7 separate regions of the Mus musculus genome follow, and all the other regions are linked to region 7. The links are chromatin contacts, called in public ChIA-PET, Hi-C, HiChIP or PLAC-seq and promoter capture Hi-C maps. All regions are on one chromosome and are shown on one strand. Each heading gives the region's core, a stretch centred on a gene start, on an enhancer-like site or on the middle of the called end of the contact. The rest is flanking DNA. Distances are from core to core; before and after follow the strand shown.

Evidence for each region. Promoter capture Hi-C pulls out the DNA fragments that hold promoters and counts their contacts. HiChIP or PLAC-seq counts read pairs in DNA pulled down with a chosen protein or histone mark. A called contact is a pair of places that touch in the nucleus more often than the background predicts. ChIA-PET counts read pairs in DNA pulled down with a chosen protein or histone mark.
Region 1: a contact with region 7 is called in a promoter capture Hi-C map of liver. The contact joins the enhancer-like site here to the promoter of Tle3 in region 7. A contact is called at or near these places in 17 of 39 promoter capture datasets (the 3T3-L1 cell line, 3T3-L1-derived adipocytes, the C10 cell line and 12 more), 1 of 15 datasets of contacts at CTCF or cohesin (large pre-B cells), 23 of 115 datasets of contacts at active chromatin or transcription factors (T-cell acute lymphoblastic leukemia, Th17 cells, astrocytes and 15 more) and 1 of 9 other capture datasets (liver).
Region 2: a Hi-C map of liver shows a contact between it and region 7, with 2.8 times the contacts expected there. The contact joins the enhancer-like site here to the promoter of Tle3 in region 7. A contact is called at or near these places in 10 of 39 promoter capture datasets (the 3T3-L1 cell line, 3T3-L1-derived adipocytes, the C10 cell line and 6 more), 2 of 15 datasets of contacts at CTCF or cohesin (CD8 T cells and pro-B cells), 30 of 484 Hi-C or Micro-C datasets (the AML12 cell line, the C2C12 cell line, CD8 T cells and 18 more), 28 of 115 datasets of contacts at active chromatin or transcription factors (the 230-238 cell line, CD8 T cells, the NIH/3T3 cell line and 22 more) and 4 of 9 other capture datasets (adipose tissue, embryonic stem cells, liver and 1 more).
Region 3: a contact with region 7 is called in a CTCF HiChIP or PLAC-seq map of the NIH/3T3 cell line, with 6 read pairs. The contact joins the enhancer-like site here to the promoter of Tle3 in region 7. A contact is called at or near these places in 13 of 39 promoter capture datasets (the 3T3-L1 cell line, cranial neural crest, embryonic stem cells and 8 more), 1 of 15 datasets of contacts at CTCF or cohesin (the NIH/3T3 cell line), 2 of 484 Hi-C or Micro-C datasets (the N1E-115 cell line and cerebellum), 16 of 115 datasets of contacts at active chromatin or transcription factors (the NIH/3T3 cell line, astrocytes, craniofacial prominence and 13 more) and 2 of 9 other capture datasets (adipose tissue and pancreatic islet).
Region 4: a contact with region 7 is called in an H3K4me3 HiChIP or PLAC-seq map of embryonic forebrain, with 10 times the contacts expected there. The contact joins the enhancer-like site here to the promoter of Tle3 in region 7. A contact is called at or near these places in 14 of 39 promoter capture datasets (3T3-L1-derived adipocytes, the C10 cell line, the HPC-7 cell line and 9 more), 3 of 15 datasets of contacts at CTCF or cohesin (large pre-B cells, pro-B cells and stem cell-derived epiblast-like cells), 15 of 484 Hi-C or Micro-C datasets (the CH12 cell line, the N1E-115 cell line, adipose-derived mesenchymal stem cells and 8 more), 42 of 115 datasets of contacts at active chromatin or transcription factors (the 230-238 cell line, DN3 thymocytes, the NIH/3T3 cell line and 27 more) and 4 of 9 other capture datasets (adipose tissue, embryonic stem cells, liver and 1 more).
Region 5: an H3K4me3 HiChIP or PLAC-seq map of embryonic limb bud shows a contact between it and region 7, with 6 times the contacts expected there. The contact joins the enhancer-like site here to the promoter of Tle3 in region 7. A contact is called at or near these places in 14 of 39 promoter capture datasets (3T3-L1-derived adipocytes, the SN4741 cell line, cranial neural crest and 9 more), 1 of 15 datasets of contacts at CTCF or cohesin (the NIH/3T3 cell line), 8 of 484 Hi-C or Micro-C datasets (the C2C12 cell line, brown adipocytes, epidermal suprabasal cells and 5 more), 20 of 115 datasets of contacts at active chromatin or transcription factors (the NIH/3T3 cell line, the SCID.adh cell line, acute myeloid leukemia and 16 more) and 4 of 9 other capture datasets (adipose tissue, embryonic stem cells, liver and 1 more).
Region 6: an RNA polymerase II ChIA-PET map of memory CD8 T cells shows a contact between it and region 7, with 668 read pairs. The contact joins the enhancer-like site here to the promoter of Tle3 in region 7. A contact is called at or near these places in 15 of 39 promoter capture datasets (the 3T3-L1 cell line, 3T3-L1-derived adipocytes, the C10 cell line and 11 more), 4 of 15 datasets of contacts at CTCF or cohesin (CD8 T cells, the NIH/3T3 cell line, large pre-B cells and 1 more), 39 of 484 Hi-C or Micro-C datasets (3T3-L1-derived adipocytes, B cells, CD4 T cells and 25 more), 35 of 115 datasets of contacts at active chromatin or transcription factors (the 230-238 cell line, CD8 T cells, DN3 thymocytes and 28 more) and 3 of 9 other capture datasets (adipose tissue, bone marrow-derived macrophages and liver).

The regions. Positions count from the first base shown.
Region 1 is chr9:61,732,387-61,735,733 of GRCm38.p6, reverse strand. No RefSeq gene overlaps it. Among named protein-coding and RNA genes, the nearest start is that of Gm34770, 73 kb to the right of the region's middle. Within about 2 kb of position 1,978, at least 7 of the 459 cell types and tissues checked have an H3K27ac peak or open chromatin away from gene starts, as enhancers often do. A contact at or near this core is called in liver, where this site is marked.
Region 2 is chr9:61,810,977-61,814,066 of GRCm38.p6, reverse strand. All of the region lies in intron 3 of Gm34828 (a long non-coding RNA gene), which reads left to right. Among named protein-coding and RNA genes, the nearest start is that of Gm34828, 9.9 kb to the left of the region's middle. Within about 2 kb of position 1,531, at least 17 of the 459 cell types and tissues checked have an H3K27ac peak or open chromatin away from gene starts, as enhancers often do. A contact at or near this core is called in hepatocytes, liver and pancreatic cancer cells, where this site is marked.
Region 3 is chr9:60,960,959-60,964,044 of GRCm38.p6, reverse strand. No RefSeq gene overlaps it. Among named protein-coding and RNA genes, the nearest start is that of Gm5122, 55 kb to the left of the region's middle. Within about 2 kb of position 1,779, at least 14 of the 459 cell types and tissues checked have an H3K27ac peak or open chromatin away from gene starts, as enhancers often do. A contact at or near this core is called in the NIH/3T3 cell line, where this site is marked.
Region 4 is chr9:61,872,004-61,874,937 of GRCm38.p6, reverse strand. It overlaps Gm34974 (a long non-coding RNA gene), which reads left to right. Exons shown (of 6, transcript XR_001779199.2): 3 at 1,064-1,187. Among named protein-coding and RNA genes, the nearest start is that of Gm34974, 25 kb to the left of the region's middle. Within about 2 kb of position 1,522, at least 55 of the 459 cell types and tissues checked have an H3K27ac peak or open chromatin away from gene starts, as enhancers often do. A contact at or near this core is called in the 230-238 cell line, the HPC-7 cell line, astrocytes and 6 more, where this site is marked.
Region 5 is chr9:60,925,427-60,928,602 of GRCm38.p6, reverse strand. No RefSeq gene overlaps it. Among named protein-coding and RNA genes, the nearest start is that of Gm33643, 59 kb to the right of the region's middle. Within about 2 kb of position 1,917, at least 6 of the 459 cell types and tissues checked have an H3K27ac peak or open chromatin away from gene starts, as enhancers often do. A contact at or near this core is called in embryonic limb bud, where this site is marked.
Region 6 is chr9:60,996,754-60,999,673 of GRCm38.p6, reverse strand. The region is part of intron 1 of Gm51680 (a long non-coding RNA gene); the gene reads left to right. Among named protein-coding and RNA genes, the nearest start is that of Gm5122, 19 kb to the left of the region's middle. Within about 2 kb of position 1,388, at least 123 of the 459 cell types and tissues checked have an H3K27ac peak or open chromatin away from gene starts, as enhancers often do. A contact at or near this core is called in the 230-238 cell line, B cells, CD8 T cells and 26 more, where this site is marked.
Region 7 is chr9:61,370,966-61,373,906 of GRCm38.p6, reverse strand. Tle3 (transducin-like enhancer of split 3) reads right to left here and starts at 1,541. Exons shown (of 20, transcript NM_009389.2): 1 at 446-1,541. The coding sequence starts at 469.

The DNA.
Region 1 (3,347 bases), core at 729-3,228, 360 kb before region 7:
AACTTGGGATATAGCTAAATGATGGTGTGCTTGCTTGGCAAGTGAAAGGCTGTAGGTTCCCTGAGTATAAATAAGCAACTAAACAAACAAAAAATGTATAAGGCAGGAATGGTGATGTGTGTCTATAATCCCAGGACTAGGGAGGCTGGCATTTATCTTCCAGACTCCCTTGCAGCTAGATTTCTGAGGTGTGGAAGTAGAAGGGAGGTGAGTGTTAGGTTTTGGATGGGGAGGTGCCATGGAGGTTATTAGAAGAGTTGATTCCATGGACAGATAGAGGGGCAACAACGTGGTGAGAGCTCTGTGAAGAGTTTAGGACTGAGTACCAGAGACAGACAGAGTGATGGGGGTCTCTGAAGAGAGAAACTAGGGCCCACATAGCAGAAGTAGGAGGTGTTTCATAGCAAGAGTGTACAGCCTGGCTCTTTCAATCCCAGGCAGGAGCCAGGGAAGTGGGTAGGGAACAGGTTGCTTTGGTGTAACTCACTTCCCAGTTAAAAAATCCTGGTACCAAAATGTCTGTTAGCTAGGGTCTCACCCTGTCAGAGCAGGGGGCCTGGGAACCAGGGATTGGAGGCTGCTGTGGTCTGAGCAGAGTCTAGTGTCTACAGTGAGGTCATCTTAGTGTAGCTTTTTGTTGCCTTCTGTGGACAAATGCGGATGCCATATTCCCCAGTGGAAAAGCACTAAGTGATAAGTTGTGACCACTGGCCTTAACTAAGAGAGAAGCTGGCATCCCAATTTTCCACCTTCCTAGCTGGGTCACAGTGACAGCTCTCTGGTGGGTCAGCTCCCTTATGGTGATGTCTCAGAAGACATTCTTAGAAACCCCCAAAACACCATGAAACTTTCTCTCCTTTTTGTTTTCATGTATGTGTATGTGTGTGTATAAATGTATATATGAATATATGTTGTGACTAGAGATGAATGTTGGTTGTCCACCTCAATTGATCTCAATCTTATTTTTTTAGGTTATTTATTATTACTGTGTGTATATGCATGTGTGTATGGTGTGTTTGTGGTGTGTGTGTGTGTGGTGTGGTATATGTGGTGTGTGTCTGTGTGGTATGTATATGTGTATGGTGTGTTTGTGGTGTGTGGGGGATGTGTGTGTTTGTGTGGTGTGGTATGTATGTGTGTATGGTGTGTGTATGTGTATGGTGTGGTGTGTTTGTGGTATGTGTGTGGGGGTGTGTATGCGTGGTGTGTGTGTGATGTGTATGTGTGTGGTATGGGGTGTGTGTGTGTGTGTTTGTCTGTGTGTGGTATGGATGTGTGTGTGGTGGGTGCATGTGACATATGTGCCCATGTGTGCATGTGTGTGTATGTATGAGTGTATGGTGTGGTGTGTGAATGTGTGTATGGTATGTGATGTGGTGTGGTGTGGTGTGTGTGTATGTGTGTGTATGATATGTGTGTATGTGTGTGGTGTGGTGTGGTGTGCATGTGCACATGTATGTGTGTTTGGGCGTGTACTTGCCATGTGCATGTGTGGAGGTCAGAGGACTCTCTTGTGCAGTCAGCTCTCTTCTTTCAACTTTTACAGGGATTCTGGGGGGACTGAACAAACGTCTCATGAGGCCTTGTACAGCACTTTACCTGCTGAGTCATCTTGCTGGCCCCTCTACATTGTCTTTTGAGGCAGGGTCTCTCATTGAACCTGGAGCTCAGTGGCTAGATTGGCTGGCCAAAGAAACCCAGGGTCATCCTGCCTCTGCCTCCCCAGATCCGGGGTTCTGTGGGTGCTGGGGATTAAACTCGGGTTCTGATATTTACACGGCAAATCTTTTATTGATTCCATGACCAGCTCTTGCTCATATTTTCTTTTAAAAAAATCCCTACATTAAATCTCTTATTGTTGAAAATGGCTACCCTATTACTGTTTCCTGCTAACTGATACAGACAGGACAGTCTGAGACTGTCCTGACCCGCTGAGCTGACAAAATGGACTTTGAAATGCAAAGTCACTAGGGAGGTGTCACAAAGGAAGTAGAAGAATTCCAGTTAGTCAACAGGGTGACCCGGTGTCCAGGGTCAGGAGGACTGTCCCTACTTTTCTGGACTTACCCAGTTTTTCTTTCTTAAGCTGTCTTGGATTAGGGTGAGGCAAAGTACCTAAAAACAGCATTTAAAGAGGTACTCAGCCTCTGGGTCACATGAAGACAGGGCCAGCCAATGAGGAGTGCAGTGTGTAGACCTCTCTGTTCTCTCTGGAAGGCTTTGCAAGCCTGCTCTGCCCTGTTCTGGTCTGCACTCTCTTCTCTGCACCCTGCTTCTATGCCAGAGTCTTAGCCTTGGAATGGAAGATTACTTGGAATGGTGAGATCCCACTCGTCATATCAACATAGCATTTCCACGCAGTGTCATTAGGAAGGAATCTGGGACATCAGTTCGTAAACACTCCATGCCAGGACCCAATCGCAAGGTTGAATTAATGAGGGGGGAGGCAGCTGAGCACCAAACCAGCTAGCCAGATGTGTCGAGAGCAGCGGTTTTCAATCTTCTTGATGCTGTGACTCTTTAATCCAGTTGTGTTGTGGTGACCCCCCAACCATAAAAATATTTTCATTGATACTTTATAACTGTAATTTTGCTATTGCTATAAATCACAATGCAAATATCTGTGTTTTCCAATGATCATAGGTGATCCCTTTGAAAGAGTCCTTTGACCCCTCCCCCAACCCTTAAGGAGTCATGATGCACAGGCTGAGAACCACAGTGGTCTAGAGGGATTACACATCTGAAGGAGATCTGGGATGTTGGAGGCTTTGACAGCAGAACAACTGGCAAATGGCCAGTCAGCAGACAGACCGGGAAGAGCCTCAACTTCAATGGAAATGATGGAAGGACAATGAGTGGTGAGGGACGTTCTTCATCTGTCAGACTGCTGGAAATTAGAGCCGGTGATGCTGGCTGTGGCAACCAGAGCTAAGGCCCTCTCTCGTGGGGTGGGATAGAAGGAGGGAGACCTGAGCTGAGGCCAGGGGAACTCTTGGCTACAGGGAACAGTGTGCATCTCTGGGAGGAGGTTTCTCTTGTACCCATGACACCGGTGACCCATCCTCAGAGGGAAGGGAAAGGGTACAGTGTGGCTCTGTAGTGACAAGTTGTACCTTAGTCTCAGACTTACAATGTGAATGCTGCTCAGGTCTCCTGCAGAGTGTGGAGGGTGAAGAGATGCTGCAGCAAATGTTAGCTTGAGAATGCTCCCTCACTGACCACAGCATTTTCTAGTCTGTCCTTTTCTTCCTAAGTGCTTCCTTCTCCTGCTTCTCCCTCTCCAGTCCCTTCCCTGAGCTCCCTCTCCCCATCCCACCCCATCCAATCCCATCCCATCCCATCCCATC
Region 2 (3,090 bases), core at 282-2,781, 440 kb before region 7:
ACCTTACATGTATGCTGGGGTCAAGTCTATATGATAATACCACTTGTGACAGGTAACACGGGGTGGGTGGAGAAGAGGATGGTGAGGATTAGAGAGTGTATAATTTGTTTGTGATGTAAAAACTTTCATCTCATCATATATAGTTACACAATCCCATCATTTCAGCAATAATTGTGCAGATGGAGATGGACGATCTCTCTGGAGAATTCCATTTGGATAGCCAGAGTGCAGGTGGGAAGCTCAGTGCTAACTGTCAACTTAACACAATCTAGAATCATCTGAGAACACAGTCATAATGAGGGATTATCTAGATCTAGTTTGTCTGATGGAGTGTCTCTTGATGTTGATTGAGATGAGGCCCCTCCCACTGTGGGTGGTACCATTCCCTAGGAAGGGGCAGTGTAGATCCTAGGTTGTATTAAAGTGGAGAAAGCACGCTGAGCACTGGCTTGCATGCATGCATTATCTGTTCTCTGTCTGTGGATGTAATTGTCTAGCTCCGTCACATTCCTGCTTCCTTGAATTCCCCACATGATGGACTATAACCTGAAACTAACTGTAAGTCAAATAAGACCTTTCTCCCTTAAATTGATTTTGTCATAGCAACAGGAAACAAAACAAAACTAAGAAACAAAACAGGACATGACTGATCCCTGTGGGCCTTCCTTGCCCAGGCCAGCAGCCAGACTCCTCCTCATTTCTTTTGGGAACTGGCTAGAAAATCACCCCCCCCTTTAATGGGACCGATTTTCTGATAATGCACCCCATCCCAAGATGGAAATTGGGTTTGTGTTGATGCCTTTTCTTTTACTTCTCAAAAGAGACAGGATTTCCTGTTATCTAGGCTGGCCTTGTACCTGCTATGTAGCTGAGGCTAACTTTGAATGTCTGATCTTCTGGCTAGCACTAGGGTTAGGATTACAGGTATGCACCATCATGCCAGATGTTGGGGATTGAACCCAGAGTTTCCCACATGCTAGGGCAGCACTCTATCCACTGAGCCACATCTCTGGCTCTGACACCTCCCTTACAGAGTGGGTTGTGTAGGGGTGACATCTGGCTGCATTTGGGCTGAAGGCATATCAGAATTACTCCTTGATGCTGCCAGAAAAAAAAGAAAAGGATGCTCATGCTTGCTCAGAAGTCTCTCAAAGCCTCCTTTTCCTTCCTTTACAAATGTTAAAAAGATTTATTTTCATTTTATTTATAATGTGCATGTGCTCACATGTATTTGTGTGTGTGTGTGTGTGTGTGTGTGTGTGTGTGAGTGTGTGTGAGTGCGCGCGCACGCAGAGGCCAAATGGGGTCTTGGGATTCCCTGGAGTAAGAGTTACAAATGGGTGTGGGCCACCTGATACGGGCATAGGAAACCAAACTCGGATAGTCTCCAGAAGCAATATGTGGTTTTAAATGCTGAGCCACCTCTCCAGTGCCCCAAAGCTTTATTTTCTTAATGTATCTATGCTGGGGTTGGGTTATAGTTTAATGAATGTTTGTGGAATGACTAATTATTGACCGATAGGCTAACAGCCCTCACTGAAGAAGGCTGAGCAAATAAACTGCTAAGTGGAACACGGTGTCTAGGTTACACAGTGCATTTACTAATGGACGGCCTCGGCTACTATTGTGTGAGACACCACAGCAAAGACAGCTTACTTGCTGGGCAGTGGTGGTGCACGCCTTTAATCCCAGCACTTGGGAGGCAGAGGCAGGCGGATTTCTGAGTTCGAGGCCAGCCTGGTCTACAAAGTGAGTTCCAGGACAGTCAGGGTGACACAGAGAAACCCTGTCTCAAAACAAAACAAAACAAAACAAAACAAAACAAAACAAAACAAAACAAAACAAAAAGACAGCTTACCTATGGAAGAGAGCTGACAGGGGATGAAGGCCCCAAATGAGATCCCAGCTATGTAAGAAGAGTGTGCAACACAGTATTGCTAAGCAAAATCTGGAAATAGGTGAAGTCCCACTAGATGTGTTGCTCCAAAACCATTAGTTTTTAAGAAACAGAATTGGTATAAACTTTGCTCAGCTTCTAATCCCTTTCTAGACAGGTCTTATGTAGCCTCGAACTCACTATGTAGCTGAGGATGACCTTGCACTTCTGATCTTCCTGCGTCTACATCCTGAGTCCCGGATTACAGGTGTATACCATCACGCCAGGTTTATGTGGTGCTGGGGATAGAATTCAGGACTTTAAGCATGCTACGCAAGTTCGCTACCAACTGAGCCATATTCCCAGCCTCTCTCTAAACTTAGCTTTATATTATTGTGACTTTGTTAGTTTAGTGAATCTCATTGCACTCAGAGGTGGGATGACAGCCAGTCTTGGAGAGATGCCCCATTAGAAGCCCTCATAGACACTAGGCCTGTCCCCTGACTCTCCTCTGGATCTCTAGCTAAGCTCATTTTGGTTTGTTCGGCTTTTTTCCTTTGCAGATTGGCTTTCTTTGTCCCACCTTCCCTAGGTCTAAAAGTATTCAGTTCAACCAGGACATGATACTTGGATGATGCTTTCGAGTTCCTAGAAAAAGAATCTGATTGGCCCCTGATTAACCAATGAGGTGCCTTTCCTCAGTTCAGGTCTGTGTCAGTCAATTTCTGTTGCTGTATTAATACCACAGGCCGTCGGCTTATGAAGAAGAGAGGTTGGCTTCCACTCTCAGCTTTGGAGGCTTCAATTCTGCTTCCTGCTTATCCTCTAAGCTTTGGGGGCCGTGCTGAGGTAGCATGCCATGGTAGGCAGGGCAGAGGACATCAGAACTATTTGTCACATGGTCAGGGTGCTGGGAAGGGAAAGTGGAAGGGGCAGAGCTCCACAATTCCCTTCAAGAGCGTGTATCCAAAGGACCTAAAGACCCCCAGATAGGCTGCACTTGTAAGAGATCGGCTCAGGACCCACAAGACCAAGTTCTCAGCACAAAAGAGATTTATTTGCCCCCAGAGAGACAGAAGGCAGGGATAAGGGACAGTAGCCAGGGGATGAGGGAGAAGAGGAAGGGAACAGGGGAAAGAGGACAGGGCTATTTGTCCCAGATTGCCTCTGGGTAGAGAGGAGACAGATGTGACACACAGGCATGTGGTGGTTTA
Region 3 (3,086 bases), core at 530-3,029, 410 kb after region 7:
TATATCCAGCCACAGAGCACTCTCAGACTGACAGGGGGAGCCCTGGGAGTCACCCGCTCTTAAACATGGAGCATCTGACTTCTGCCTACAGATTCCCACCCCATGCTTGTTGGTATTTCTACTGTACTCTGCTCCACAGGCCTTTTTAGCACTTACTAGAGGCCACTGCCTGCTTTTGCCCACCTTTACCTGATGTCCCCAACCCCTAGAGAGGTAATTGGCTTGGGAACTAACCTGTTCCCAGGTCCATGGTTTTCCAACCACCTACCCTCACCCAGTCCACACGTGTCCCCACTGGATCCATGGTATCTTAGAAAGTTGTTTCCCCACCCTACCCCCATGCCACCCCCACCCTCAGAAAGGTCCCATCAAGCCTGGCAGGGTCTGAGGTAACCCTGGGGTCAAGTTCTGTTTCAGTCTGTTTCCTGTTGCTTTGATGAAACTCTCTGACCAAAAGCGACTTAAAGAGTTGGGAAAGTTTACTTCATCTGACACTTGTGGATCTCACACAGCCCCTGGTTAAGGGAAGTCAGGCAGAGACTCAATGCAGACCCAGAGGCAGGAACTGTGGGGGTAATGCTGCCCACTGGATTGCTCCCTGGATCTTGCTCTGCTAGCTTTCATATACAGCCCAGGCCTACCTGCCCAGGTTCCTAGCACCCAAGTCTAGTGGCTCACAGCTGACTGTAACTCCAGTCCCAGGGCATCCGAAACCCTCTCTGGCCTTTGCAGGCACCTGAATATGCATGGCACATACTCACACATACAATGAATCAAATAAAAAAATCAATCTCTAAAGTCCCCTTTTTTGTTGTTTTTACTTTTTGTTGATTGTTTGTGAATTTTACATCATGCACCCCAATCCCCTTCATATCCGCCCTCCATTCCTGCAAACTCCCCCACAAAACTTCAGTGTGTCACTGTGTGTCTTACAGTCTACCCTTTTGTCCACCCATCTTTACTTGCAAATGTTCATTGCAGTGAGTCATGGGTCTGGTTCGAGGCCTCTATCTTCTGCTACTCTGTCAATACTGGATCCTCACTGGGACTCCTCTGGGAAATCCTGTTGTTGCCCTGTGTCATGGAGATCCTGCAGCTTTGGATCTGCAGGACCAGCCCTTTCACACATGCCAGCAGTTCATAGATGGGGTAGATGTTGGGGCGGGCCAACACAAAGCCTTGGATCAGGGCCTGGGTGGTAGCTGAGTTGGTCATCTCACCAGCTCTTCTGCACCCACACTGGGTGTGGCTACTATACTGGCTAACTCACCCAATGCTGCAGCCAGCAAGACAAGACACAGGATCAGTTCTCCTGCTCTCATGGCTGGAGAGATGGTTCAGCCATGGTGAGGCTCAAAACCATTGTTTTAAAAAGAATTATTGAGAAACAAGTGTTAAAAATAAAAACATGTTAAGAAGTACCTGGCCCACAGTATCTGGTCCTTGTCCCTACAGTTGACACTTCTCTTCCTCCAACCTTGTATTTATCAGGTATAAAATCCCTATACATAACCTCTCCCATCTCATGCCAGCCTAGTCCAGGTCAAGTTCACGTATGTTGGTTCCCCATGGCATTGGGAGAAAGAACACATTTGTTCAGCAGCTGGGCTGGAAAGAGTCAATAGGAGAGCTTGGTAACCCGTGCAGTTTGAATGTTCGGTTAGGATCAAAGGGAGAGCATGGAAAGTTCCAGAAAAGCAACTCATTTCATGGGAGAATGAAAAGCAGGTGTAGGCCTCCTCCCCTTACCCAACCCCTGTACAACAGGAGGCGGGGCACAGAGGTTTATACTAAACCCCAGCACAAGAGGAAACACTTTGGCATCTGTTAAGTGCAGTTCTCAATGTTAGTCATCATTTAAACTTAATTCCTTCCAGCTCCCAGGAAAAACCAGCCCCCAGGGAAGGCCCCACTAGGTCTCCTCACTCCAGCCTGGGGAGATCCGCTTCTTCTGTAGCAGAGGCACTTGCTGTTCTGAATGACCCTGGGCCCGTCACTCCTCGTGCTGCAAGACTAAGCAGGGAGAACTAGTCTGGAGCAGGCTTTGACTGCTGAGACTTGTACCCAAATGATTAGGCCATGTACGTCGTAGGATGCTCAGGAGAGTCCCTGGGCTCTGTTCACTGAATATAAGAGACATGCACCCCTCCCAATTACAACAGCCCAAAGTACCTCCAGACATTGCCAACTAGGAGCAAAATCACTGAGTGAGGACTACTGTGCTATACCTGAGAATGACCCGGTGGCTCACCATGGTCTGGCTGCTTTCTGCAAGCTTGGGTGCTTACCTCTGTGGCCAGTTGTGCTGACCTGATCCACACAGCTGTCCAGCACAGCACAGTCCACATAGCTCCATGTGCTGGCTGGTCCCAGAGTACCCTCTGGGTAGGGTGGCTGTAGTTCTTTGGACTCTCACCCTAGCCACCTGCAAATGGATCAGATTCTAATATCAGACCAGTGTTCGTCAGTCACCTACTTAGTTCTGAACCTTGCACCTTTATCTAACTCCACCGTGCCCAGCTTGCTGTCTGGGTTTTAAGGACTAGAGTAGGGTATCACAGGAACATGGCACTGGGAAGAAAACAGAGAACCAAGTGCAGCAGGGACATTGCAGGAGGCACCTTTGTTCAGAAGGAAGGAGATGTCCAGTCTACTCCACAGCCTCTGGCACTGTGTTTTCTACAGTGACAGCCCAGCATATGTCAATCATGTTTAAAAAAATAAAAAAACCAAACAACTTCACTAAGGGACTGAGGGGCTTGGTCAGTAAAATGCTTATTACCTAAACCAAAGGCCTGGAGACCTCAGCATCAATATAAAAAAATCAGGCACAATGATTCATGGTGCATGTCTATAACCCAGAACCAGGGTGAAGGTGGCCCAGAAACAGGCAGATTGGAGTTCACAGCTAGTCTGACTGAATTGATGCTCTCTAGGTTCATTGAAACAACCTGTCTAAAGACCAGTGGTGCATAGCTGTAACTCCAGCATTGGGATGGGGGTAGTGCAGAGATGGGCAGATTCCAGCTCACTGGTCAGCTAGCTTGACCAAACTGGTGCTCTCTGGGTTCACTAAAACAGACCCT
Region 4 (2,934 bases), core at 273-2,772, 500 kb before region 7:
GTAAACTCAGGACTTCATGTTTTGAGGACAAGCACGTTGATGACTGACTAAGCCACCTCCCCAGACCTCGATTATTTGAGACAGAGTCTTTCTGGGTGGCCCAGTTACTTTGACATCCTAACATTCCCACTTCTGCTTCCTGACTGCTGGAATTACAGGCATGTTCCACCATGCCCAGCTCTCCAGGGCACATCTTAATCTTCTTGCTCAAAGTCCTGCATCTCTAGCCTGTGGTAATTTGGTGAAAGCAGTAACCAAATGGGAAGGAGTGGCGGTGTTAGGCAGACGGTAGGCTCGAGTTAGCCTCAGACCAGCCTTCCTGCTTCCCAGTGACCTCCTCACGTAGTGGGAGGTGTTTCCTCTTAGGTAGCAGCAAGGCTTCTAGGCTATTGCAAGCGCTGAAACCTTGCTTCCGCAGAGTCTGACCGTGCCACAGCCTGTGGCTCTCTGCCTCAGTCTTCCCTGTGCTTCTGGGACCCAGCCCTGGCTGAAACCTCCTTGTTCCTCTCTGCTCAGTGACTTGGTTTAAAGATCCACCCACTTTTCCTCTGCTGAACCAGTTTTCTCTGGCAGTTCTGCAGCTAGGAGGTAGACATGGAGAGTGCACCCCCAGCAGGGGTGGGTAGAATCATGCCCTAGGTGGCTTATTTATAAAGGTTTTTTTTTCTTGTTTTTATTTTTAAAAATTAGTGTGTGTGTGTGTGTGTGTGTGTGTGTGTGTGTGTGTGTGTGTGTGTGTGTGTGTATGCTCAAGCAGGTCAAAGGGCAACTTCTCGGACTTGGTACCAAGCATCCCGCTCGTCCTATTTTTCTGTTTGTTTGTTTTTTTTTTTTTTTTTTTTTTTTTTTTAAATTTTATTTATTCATTATATGTAAGTACACTGTAGCTGTCTTCAGACACTCCAGAAGAGGGCGTCAGATCCCGTTACGGATGGTTGTGAGCCACCATGTGGTTGCTGGGATTTGAACTCCTGACCTTCGGAAGAGCAGTCGGGTGCTCTTACCCGCTGAGCCATCTCACCAGCCCTTCTGTTTGTTTTGTTTTGTTTGCTTGTTTTTACAGATTGACTCTGGCTTTGAGGTGTAGCTTCTTTCCTCTGCTCTTCTGTGCAAAGCCTTCCTAGAAATGGAAGACGTCTGCATAGAGTGATCAGTGGGTACAGGCTCCTCATCTGCAGATGGGAAAGGTGAGGCATGAAATCTCAGAGTTGGACTCTCCCTCTCTTCACCTCCAGGCTAGAGGCTGCCCTGCCCCCAACTCCCAGCCTATGCTTGCTTGGGTTTGTGCTTTGCTGGCCTCCCGGCCTCCGGCCTTTGCAGCCTGTCTGTCATTTCCTGAACAGCGTTCTGTTCTGGGCTCCTGGATTTTGGCCCCGAGGATGTGGTTAAGGGGAGTTGTTCAAGCAGAAATGTGCAGGTTGGGCCCATAAATCTTTCCCGGACAACTTTCAGGCATACGATCCTCAAATGGCCCCACAGGAAGCCAGCAGAAGTAAGGTCTGCTGAGTTGGGTATAGTGCGGCTGCAGGACTTCAGAGACCACATCAGTGTGGGTATAGGGTACAGCCTGCACGGTGTACAGCCTGCACAGCTGTGCCCTGTGCCCTGTGTGCGTTTGGGGGTCTGGGTATAAGCAGGAATGTAAGCAAAGGACCCAGCTTAAACTGCAGGAAGTTGCCTGAGACACAGAAGGAGGCTGGGTGGTCATTTAGGCTCGTCTCGGAGAACACCTAGGGTCTGCAGGTTGTTTCATCGGCCCCTTTTCCTCGTGTGTAAAGTAGTGAAGGCAACCTGACCTTCAGCAGGCCGTGATGAGCAGGCAGAGACAGGCTTCCACAGCAGACAGTGTCTCTGGAGTTAGCTAGCACCAGGTCCAGCCCGCAAGAGGACATCAAAACTCAAGGTGGGGGTTGGGATAAGGGCCCTGGGCTTCGCCACCCTTTGACCCACTTCGACCTGAAGCCCTTGGCTGATAGCCGGCTAGGAAAAGATTCCCTTTCTAAATGTCACTCCAGTGACTGCTAGGGAGCCAGAGTTTCAAGTTCTGTGGTAGATGGTGTGGCTTCTACCCTGCAGAGGAGGGAGGATATTCGTTTTGCCCCATAGTTTCCCTGATCTCCTCATTCCCAGACTACCAGGGTGGCCCTCCTGGAGGCCTCCTGGTCACCCAGACAGAGGGCTCAGGAAGGGGGTTGGGGCACTGTGCCTCAGCCCCCTTTGCATCCCCTGGTTCCTCTAAAGCCCCCTCTGAAGGGGACCTCGGAGCTCTAATGAGTTGAGGGCCTTTAGAGCAGCCCAGGCAAACCAATTAGGTTTGCTTAAAAATATTGTATTCATTAGCATGAAAATAAAGCTGAACTTTTTAGAGATAATTGCATCTTTTAAAATGCGGTAGTCTTTGTCTGGGCTTGTCTCATAAATATGCATGCTGCATAATTCTTTTGGAACCGTGGTTGCAATCATGAGTGACACACAAATGCACCCAGGGTGTTAATATTCTGACAAGAGCGGAGCCTCTTGGGCAGGCGGTGCCACTGGCGGGGCCTCCAGAGGCGTCCCTGTGGTCCCCAGCTGCAGTCTGTGCCATTCTCAGGGACAGAGCACAGTCCAGGGTCCCTATACCAGGCATCAGCTCTAGTTCTCAATGGCTCTCTTTTGTGCAACTGCCCCATGGAAAATTCTAGGGCTCTCCTCAAAAGGCAGGCAAGAGGGGAATCAAAGGTTGAGCTCAATTTACAGCCCAGGAATTGAAGCCTGGGGGGTGGGGAAGAGTTGGGGGAGCAGTGGAGGTTGCCAAGGTCACCGGGAGGGAATGGGACCAAGGTGAATTTTGTCTATGTCGACTGATGCTCTTTATCCCTGTAGGGCTAGGGCCCCCATTCTCATGTAGTGGAGAAGGGGTATTTTCCATATTGGATAGTCTGGGTGCCCGGG
Region 5 (3,176 bases), core at 668-3,167, 450 kb after region 7:
CACTGACCAGATGCTGGGGTTATAAGAGTGTGCCACCATGCCCATGTGGCTTCCAGGGATCAACCTTAGGTCCTCGTGTTTATGAGCCAAGCACTTTTAGCAGCTGAGCCACCCTTGCAGGTCTCTTCACAGTCTGGCTACAGACTTAAGCCCAGGCACTTATCCAGGGCGTTCGCATTTCTCAGTAGAAGATTGGGGTTGTTGAGCTGTGGATGCCCCCACTGGCTCAGGTATTGGGAGCTCGGTGGCCAGAGAATGGTCTTTGAGAACGTGGCTGAACCCGGAGGGCTCTAACTTCATTAACAGCTTCTATCTTTTTATAAACGTGTCTTTATTTTGTTTTATATGTTAAGTGTGTGTTGGCATGTATGTCTGTGTACCACATTCACGCAGTGACCACAGAGGTCAGAAGAGGGTGTTAGAGCTCCTAGAACTAGCGTTACAGATGGTTGTGAGCTACCATGTGGGTGCTGGGGAACAAACTTGGGTTTGTTTGTGCTTTTAACTGCAAGAGCAGCCAGTGCTTTTAATTGGCTTGATGTAGTCATGATATAATGCTATTATTGGGAGGCAGCAAACTGTGGGGCGGTGGGGTAGACAGAGGGAAGAGGCCTATGGGGCATGTCAGGAAAAGACGTATCTTATCTTCTTCGTTCTTTCTCTGCTTCCTGGCTTCCAAGAGGCAATCAGCTCCACTCTATTGATTTTCTCTCCTTCCCTCTCCTTCCTTCCTCTTTCCTCCCCTTCCTTTCCTTCTTTCTTCTCTTTCCCTTTCTACTCCCTCTTTGTTTAGTGGGTGCTAGGATCAAACTCAGGGCTACACACATGCTAGGCACGTGTTCCCCTATTAAACGACCCCAGCACCGATTTCCTAGATTTTAGCATATTACCTTTCTTTCTTCTGCCTTCAACCACCTCTTGTGTAGATGCCTCCAGTGACACACACACACACACACACACACACACACACACACACACACACAGAGTGGCCTTGCTGTGATGCTGCTGGCAGGCTGGAGGGGAGCTAGGAGGAGCACAAGAAACCTACATGGCCCAGTGAACACCAAGTGAGAGCCCTCATGGCTTAGCTCGGATCCAGTGTCATCAGAGACCAGAGACGGGCCTGAGCATGGTCAGAGCAAGAGTGCGTCCTGACAGATGTCTGCTGCCCAGGGAGACTCATACATTAGCCACTGTCTCCTCAGACTTAGGCAGGCCTCTCACCATTTCTTCATATTAATAATGAAAACAGAAAAGCCCTCAACGAATGTGCAGTGAAATGAATCTGCAATTAATTTTAAATAAGCTTCGAATCCCACTGTGGTGCCCTCCCTTGGTATTTTTATGGGACATGGTTTCAGTAGATACGCACACCATAAAGATCCTGAAACTCGCGATAGACAAAATCCTCTTAGGCATGCTAAAGGGTAATTTGGTTTTTCTCAAAGCTACATTTATTTTTTCAAAAAAAAAAGTTACAGGATAGAAATAAGCCAGCTTTTAAGGAAATATTAACTGCTAACCTATAAACTGTTCCAAAAAGCAATCTTCCTACTAAAAAATCTAGCATATGGTTTTCGGAGCTTAACCTCCTTTTGTATTTTCATTTTTTATATGTCTCTTTTAAGCCAAGAACTCTAAATTTTTATCAAAGGAGGCTTAGGGCGGCCTTCTCTCATGGGTCTGATATTGACAAAACCCTAAGGCCTCAGGTTATGTGTGTGTGTGTGTGTGTGTGTGTGTGTGTGGTGTAGTTGCATGTGGGTGATTGTGTGTGGTTTTGTGTGTATGTGTATGATTGTGTGGTTGCATGTATATGTGTGATTGGGTGGTTGTGTGTGTGTCTGTATCTGTCTGTCTGTCTGTCCTGGTTCTAGTTCTAGCTGACTGCAGGTCTCCAGCCAGCCTGAGAGCTCCCATGCTCTCAGGAGGAGCTGCTGTTCAAATCCACAGCAGACCTTTCTCTCTCCCACCTCTGGGACACTTTCCAGTCCTGACTATGTTTCCCAGCCCTGCCTCCCTCTGTCTACCTCCCGCCCCGTTCCTCCCGCTCTGATCCCAGGCCAGAAATTGGCTCCAATAATAACAAAGAGGCCCAGAAGATGAAAAGCTGAAATCCTTTCCTTTCCAGCCGAAACCAGGTGTGATGCTGGCGGGGAGAGGTTCCAAGCCTGGCGGAGCCAGATGAAGGCATGTGAAAGCCATAACCCGAAAATGAGCCCCACGTGGGGCCAGATGCCCGTGCCTTTCACTTATTCTGCTATAAATGAGTTTCCTGGGGCAAAATAATTTCTTCCTTCAAAGAAAACTATAGTCAGATGCCAAAGAAGAGAAGGGGGGGTTGGGGAGAGGAGGGAGAGAATGGATCCAGTGGAGGAACCTAGTGGTCTAGCTTCCAGGGCTTCACAGAGCTCAGACAGGCCCATTAAGGAATGCTCTGACTTACAGGCTGGTGGTCTGTTATCTGCAATGGTGGGAGAGGTCAAGAAGCATCGCACAGCCTGTTGGCTGGTGGCAAGTTTCTCAGTAGGGACACAAGAATGGCGTGCCGGCTTGTTGAGGAGCAAGAACACAAGGTCCAGAAGGCTAAACTTCCTAAGTGTCTGGGGACTGGCATGCTTCCAGGAGGTGTATCTTGTCAGGTAAGGCCAGAGGTTGGGGTGCAAACCTCATGCAGAATTCCAAGGCTGCCCCCGTCACCCGGCTTCTTAGTTTTTGGAAGTGCTCATATACAGAGTCTTGGGAAGTAGCCTCTTCCTCCATGGCTGGACACCCTGACCCTACTGTTACCATCACAGGGTCAGAATGGGAGTTTCTTGTGCCCCACCACTGAAAGAAAACCATTGAGAGTGAACTTTAAGGTTGAGGCAGAGCTGGTGGGCAGGATGCCAGACTAGAAATGTATACTGTTGTAGCCAAAAATAGGGATAGCTCAGTCAGGTAGGCAAAGGTCTACCTGCAGACTTTCATGCTTTCCCAGACTGGAGCCGCCATCTTGGACCTGCAGCCTCAGCATCAGGATCACTCCTTGTGTGGGGGATCAGCTCTGAGGCCTTGCTGCAGTGAGGGTCCTGTCTAACGGGGAGATAGGGAATTGGAACATGGGAAAGGAAGCAACCCCAAAGAGGATAACTTGGGAGCAGATGTGGATCCCCAGTTCCACCTTCATTGTTTGT
Region 6 (2,920 bases), core at 139-2,638, 370 kb after region 7:
AGAGGCAGAACAGAAACTGAGAGAGATCTGGTGTTGTGGGAATCAGAGCAGGGATCATTTCCAGCAGGAAACTGGGGTACCCTTACTAGAGAAGAAAACAGTGTTCCACATAATAGAAGACGAGCAAGCATTCAGGAGAGGAGGCAGGCCACCTGACATATGAACAGAGACCATGCAGCTAAGGTGCCCAGACCTCCTGGCAAAGGGCAATGTATGTCTGGCCTGTAGGGGGAGCTGGCTCCAGGGAACAGGAGGACGACTAGACTCGGATGACGCCATCGAACCACCCCCACCCCAACCCCCATCAAGGAAGGCCATGTGTCTGCAGGGGTTGAGGGAGCTCGGGTGCTTGTTCATCTCAACCCTCAGTGACTTGTCACCTATTATGAGTCATAGCTGCCCTCAAACCTCAGTTTCCTGATCTGCAAATGAAGATACCAGTCAGTCATCTAAAACTTCCTCTTCTGGCTCATTTGATTCTGGCAGCTTGGTTCTGTTGCCCATGTGAGGGAGGGGCAGGAAGCTCAGAACGACAAGATCTAACCATGGCTTCCCCATTCTCCCAAAGGGCACCCCATCACTACCCACAGCCCCCTCATGTCAAACCAGTCTCTGGTTACCAGTATCCTGTGGATGGAGGAGCCTCAGACATATGCCAGGAAGCTGTCCTAGGTCCCAGGCTCCTCCTTTCTCTATGCTGGAACATCATCCACTCTGGCCCTGCAGATGAGCAGGAAATGTCCATGCCTAAGGTAGGCAACCCAAGAGCCCTCACCAACCTGGGGTTGAGCTCAGATTCACAGGCTGCGGACCTCACCCTACTCTCTACTGGCAACGTTCAAGGTCAGACGGAACCTGATGGTAAATTTCCACATCCTGGCCAGACCTAGTGGCCCTTGAGAAGAAACCAGAGCAGAACTTACTTGTGAAATAGCAACTGACACCTAGGTAGAGTTGGCAGGTGTCAGCTGCTATGTGATATACCTACCTCCCACCCCCTACCTCCACCCCCACCCCCACTCTTCTGTGGGAAGCATGCTGACTGCCCAGCTCAGCTCTGGTACAGCACAGCAAAGTGGCTTGTGGCTTGGGCTTTGGGGTCAGAGGTGTGGTTGGGATTGCCAGCTCAACAGTTTGCTAGCTAGATGATGTTAACCTTAAATGGCTTTTCTTGTCTTTGCTGAGCCTCAGTGTTCCCACCTGTAAGACTGGAGTATGACCGTAAAGATCAAATGTGACCATGATCTTACAGAACAGGGTTCTAATAGCCATCAGCTGATAGTAGAATTGTTGCTGAGGCAGCTCAGCAGTTTGTAGCTAACCAACCAAGTGGGCTGGTTCAACTTGACTCCTTGAAGCTGTGTGGCTGGCCCCACCCAGAGTTTCAAAGCTTGATGATTCCACAGTGCCCTCTTCCTGCTTAGTGGGGCCATTACCACCATCAACGCCGTCCTGAAGATAGCAAGCCTTCCATTTCTGCCCTCTGCAGTCCTGGCCCTAGAACATGGCTCCCAAAATACAATACCACAACACTATCAACAGATGGCCCCTCCCTGAAGGTGTTGAGGTTGTCAAGGGTCTCCCTCCTCCCCCCTCCCTCATCTGTCTGTCTCTCTCTGTCTCTGTCTCTCTCTGTCTCTGTGTGTGTATCTGTCTGTCTCTCCCTCTGTCTCTCTGTCTCTCTCTCTTTCACACACACACACACACACACACACACACACACACACACACCAGCTCAACTACCATGTCCAACAACAGTCTTTTCATTTAAAAGAAAATTAAGGGACTCAGGAATATTCATTCCACAAAGACAAACACTAGGACCAGAGTTCAAGCCCCAGGATCCACATGTTAAAAAGCTGGACATAGTGGTTGGCATGACCTTGTAACCCTAGCACCGGGGAAGTGGAAGCAGGCAGTTCTCTGGGGTTGGATGACCAGACAGCTTAGCCTACTTGGTAAGTTCCAGGTCGAGTGAGAGACACTGTCCCAAAACACAAGATAGATAGCACCTAGGAGTCAGTGCTGTCCTCAGACCTCTGTTAGATCCAAAGGAAACTCCAGTTCCTCAACCTTCAAAAGCCAATCCAACTATGCAGAAATGTTCAACCTGAGCTGCATAGGAGGATTTCTGGTGGCTAAATAAAAGCCAGCCTTCCTCGGGAACTTGTGAGGCCACTTCCCATCTGCCAAAGGGACCATTTCTCTTTTCTCTAGCAGTGGGACCTACGGCTCTCCATTGACACACACCTGTGGTTGAAGTACCATAAGTACTTTGTCTACATTTCAAAGTGCCCACTCCAGCCTCCTGGCCCCTCCCTCCCCACAGATGCTCACCCTCCATGTACGGTGCAATTCTCATCATGATCTCTATTCTCTATATCCTGGTCTTCTTCCCTCTCTTGCAGATAGCCCTGGCCACGTTCAGTCTACTTCTTTTTCTCTCTGCTCTGGACTGTTCCAGATGCCTCTGGCTGTTCTCTCACTCATATCTACAGTTAAAACAAACAAACAAACACACAAAACAAACACAAAACAAAAAAACACAAAACAAACCTTTTTCCTTAGCCATACCATGAAGTAGTCACGTCAGCAGTTTCTTTACTGCACCCACTCACCTACAATCTCTGCATGCATGTGCACACTTGTGCATGACCACATACAATTTCTTCTAAAGATCGTGGCGATGTGGGGCTGGGGGAGATGGGGTGGAGAAACAGAAAGAAGATTCCACTTCCCACAAGCTTCCAGGCAGGGGAGGAAGTGGGGAACAGAAGGCTGCCATTCCAACAACTTCATATGCTTTCTGTAAGTTTGATGCAGCAAGCCGCCCAGCTCAGGGGTCAACTGCAAGCTAGGGGTTGGGGGACAGCCATGTGGCTAATCCCAGGTAAGCAGGCAGAGCCCCAGGTAGGTGAGT
Region 7 (2,941 bases), core at 292-2,791:
AAGGGCTCCACGCGGCCCCGTGCCTCCTCTGGGTCCCTGGCCCCCTCCCCGCCGGGAGCCTCCGGCAAGGCCACCACCCCACAGCCCAGAACCTTCCCAGCAAGTTTTTCAACGCTCTCCCGACGGGGCCCGGAAGCGGGCATCCCGACCACCCCCAAAGCCAAAAGGGCTCTGGCGGCCAAGTGCCGAGAGCGCGAGTTGGAAGACTTAGGAGAGGGGCCGGGGCGGAAGCCAGCGTCCCCCTCCAACGCAGGCCGCCCGGGCCACTCGAGCGCAATTACCCTTGGCTCTCTACGGCGCCCCCACCCACCCAGCCCCTTTGTGTGAGCGCACACACGCGCGCGCACCATAAAGGTAGCAACAAGCAAAATGGAGGTGCTAGATAAACTGCCTCGTTTACCCTGCCATGATAGATGCTTAAATAAGCCTAGTTGCAATTACTCACCGGATGTCTGCCTTGCGGATACATGGCAGGGAGGGGTCGCGATTCCGAGAGCTTGGAAGCGCTGAGAGCCCGAGCCGGGGACGTGCGGGGGAGGGGGGAGGCGAGCCCGAGCGGGGGGCGGCCGGGGAACCGAGAGCTCGCCCCCGGCCCCCCCAGCCCGCTCTCGCAGCGAAATCCCAGAGTCGGGCGTGCGCCCCAAGTGCAGACAAAGAGCGGCGGAGCGAGCGGCAAAGTCGTCGGCGGGCTCGCGCTTTGTGCGCCTAGGGCTCGGCCGGCTGCGGCCGGCCGCCTTCCCCCGGCTGCGTGAACAGTGTCAGAAGCCGGGTCTGCGTGGACATCATCGGCTCCCTGGCGGCTCCAGTGCGGAATCCCGAGGCCGGGGGTTTGCGGGAAGGGGGATTCTCCTGTCCCCTCACGGGTCAATCAGGACGATGAGGCTGGAGGGGGGCGCGTCTGGGCAGCCCGGAGCATCCGGGGCGCGCGGGTCAGATCCCAGAGGCGGTCGGGCCCGGAGCTCGCGGCGAGAAGAGAAAGGAAGCAGGCCACCGAGGTGACGGCTTGAGGACCGTGGGTGAGGGCTAGAGCCCAGCGAGGACGCTTCGACGCCCCCCCACCCCCCTCGGAGAGGAGAGCCTGCTGTTCCGTCTGCTCCTGCCGCCGCCGCCAGCCCTTCCCAGGGTCGAGGAGGAACTCCGGGCTCAGTCGGTGCAAATAATGAGCCGTGGCATCCTAACTCCAGCCGGCATAGGAAGCCTCGGCGAAGGGGTCCTCTGCTTTCAAGTGGATCGGCCGCGTCTCTGGCGAGGAGCGGTCTGCGTCCTGCCGCCTAGGAGCGCGCAGGCTGGAGAGCACCGGAGGGGGAGACGTAGCCCGAGCCCGGGAGCTCTGCGGCTTCTTTCCTTCCTCCCAGCCTGGCTCTCCTCTCCGCGCCCCGACAAACCCCCAAAACACACAAGCACACGCACTCAACACACACACGTACACGCACTCAAAAAAAAAAAAAAGTGCCTCGGACCTGCGGATACCACACACAGACAGGCGAAGGGGGCCGAGCACGAGGTCTGAACTGCCGCGAGAGCAGTTCCAAATAGGGACTGAAAAGTAACAAAATAATGTGGCGGCTTCGCCTAGCGTTGGCCAATGGGAGTGCGAGGCTCCCACGTGGGGCCACGGGACTCGGACTGCGACTGGGCGCCGCCAGGCGCGACGTCACAATGCCCTCTTGTGTCTAAAACTATGCATGAAAAGTAGCAATCAGGCCCTACCCGCTGGTGACTTTCGCTTGGGAGTGAAAAACAGCGCTCCTCACATCAGGAATTAACCGAAAGACATATAATAAATAGATATATATTATAGTCCTGGGCTGCTAGGTTTTTTTTCTTCTTTTTTTCCCACGATCTACTAGCAAATAATTATTTGGCGGGAGGGGAGAAGGAGAAAACGAGTAACAACAAAAGGGGGGGAAAAAAGGACAAGCTGTACAATCCTTAAAACCTGTGGCTGGTAGTAATGGATCAGTTGATTCTGCAGAGGCGGCGAACGATTGCCCCCCTCTAATCTCATTAGGGTTGCAAAGCAGCCCAATTAGATACTATAAAACAAACAGAATCACTTTGTCAGTTTAATGTTTTCACTTCAAAAGATTTAGGACCGATAAAATGCTGGCACCCAAAGTTACCTCCGACCTCTAAGACTGTTCTCCAAACTGAGTTTCTCTTTCTTTTATCCGTTTCTGCCCCCTCTCCCACCCTTGGGCGCCCCGCTTTTCTCCTTTGTTCATTCGCCCTTCTTTTCAGAAAGCCAAATAAACAGCGCCTCTGATGCAAGGCGGCTGCCGGCGAGGGGGAAGTCTGAGAACTCTGGCTTGGCGGGCCGCGCAGATGGAAGGGCCTGGCAGTCTGCGGACAACAGGCTCAGTAGTGCGGCTAGCCCCATTTGGGGCTCTTGCCCTTTGGGGACAGCTACGTCCTGGCCGCAGCCTTGCCAAGGCGGGTTCCTCAGCAGTGCTCCGGGCCCGAGATGGTGAAGAAGGGAAAGCACGGAGTTGGGGCCCTCCTGGCTACGACCCAGAGTTCCGACCCCGTTTCTTGGCCTGATGGCCTGCCTGGGCACATGCATCGGCAGCCACCCGTGGAAGAGCGACTGCGAGCCTGGAGCGTCCCTGGTCACCAGCATAGACACCCAAGGAGGCGTAGATATTCGACTCTGGGGCCCATCTGCTCGCAGACAAGGGTCACGTCAGGGCACACTGCCCACCCTAGGTCCGCCGGCCTCGGAGAACCAACGCCGAGTGGGCCGCCCAGGTGTCCTCGGGTCCCTCCCGGCTTTCCCACCAAGCTTGCACGCAAGCACACGCTCCTGGCCCGTTGCGGGCGCGCGCGAGCCGGCCGCGCGCCCCCGGAATCTATATTTTCCCCTCATTAGGAGCCTGAGTTTCGCGTTTGCATCTTAATGAGTAGCTGGGAGCGCGCGGGGACCTCCACGTGAGCGGCCGCC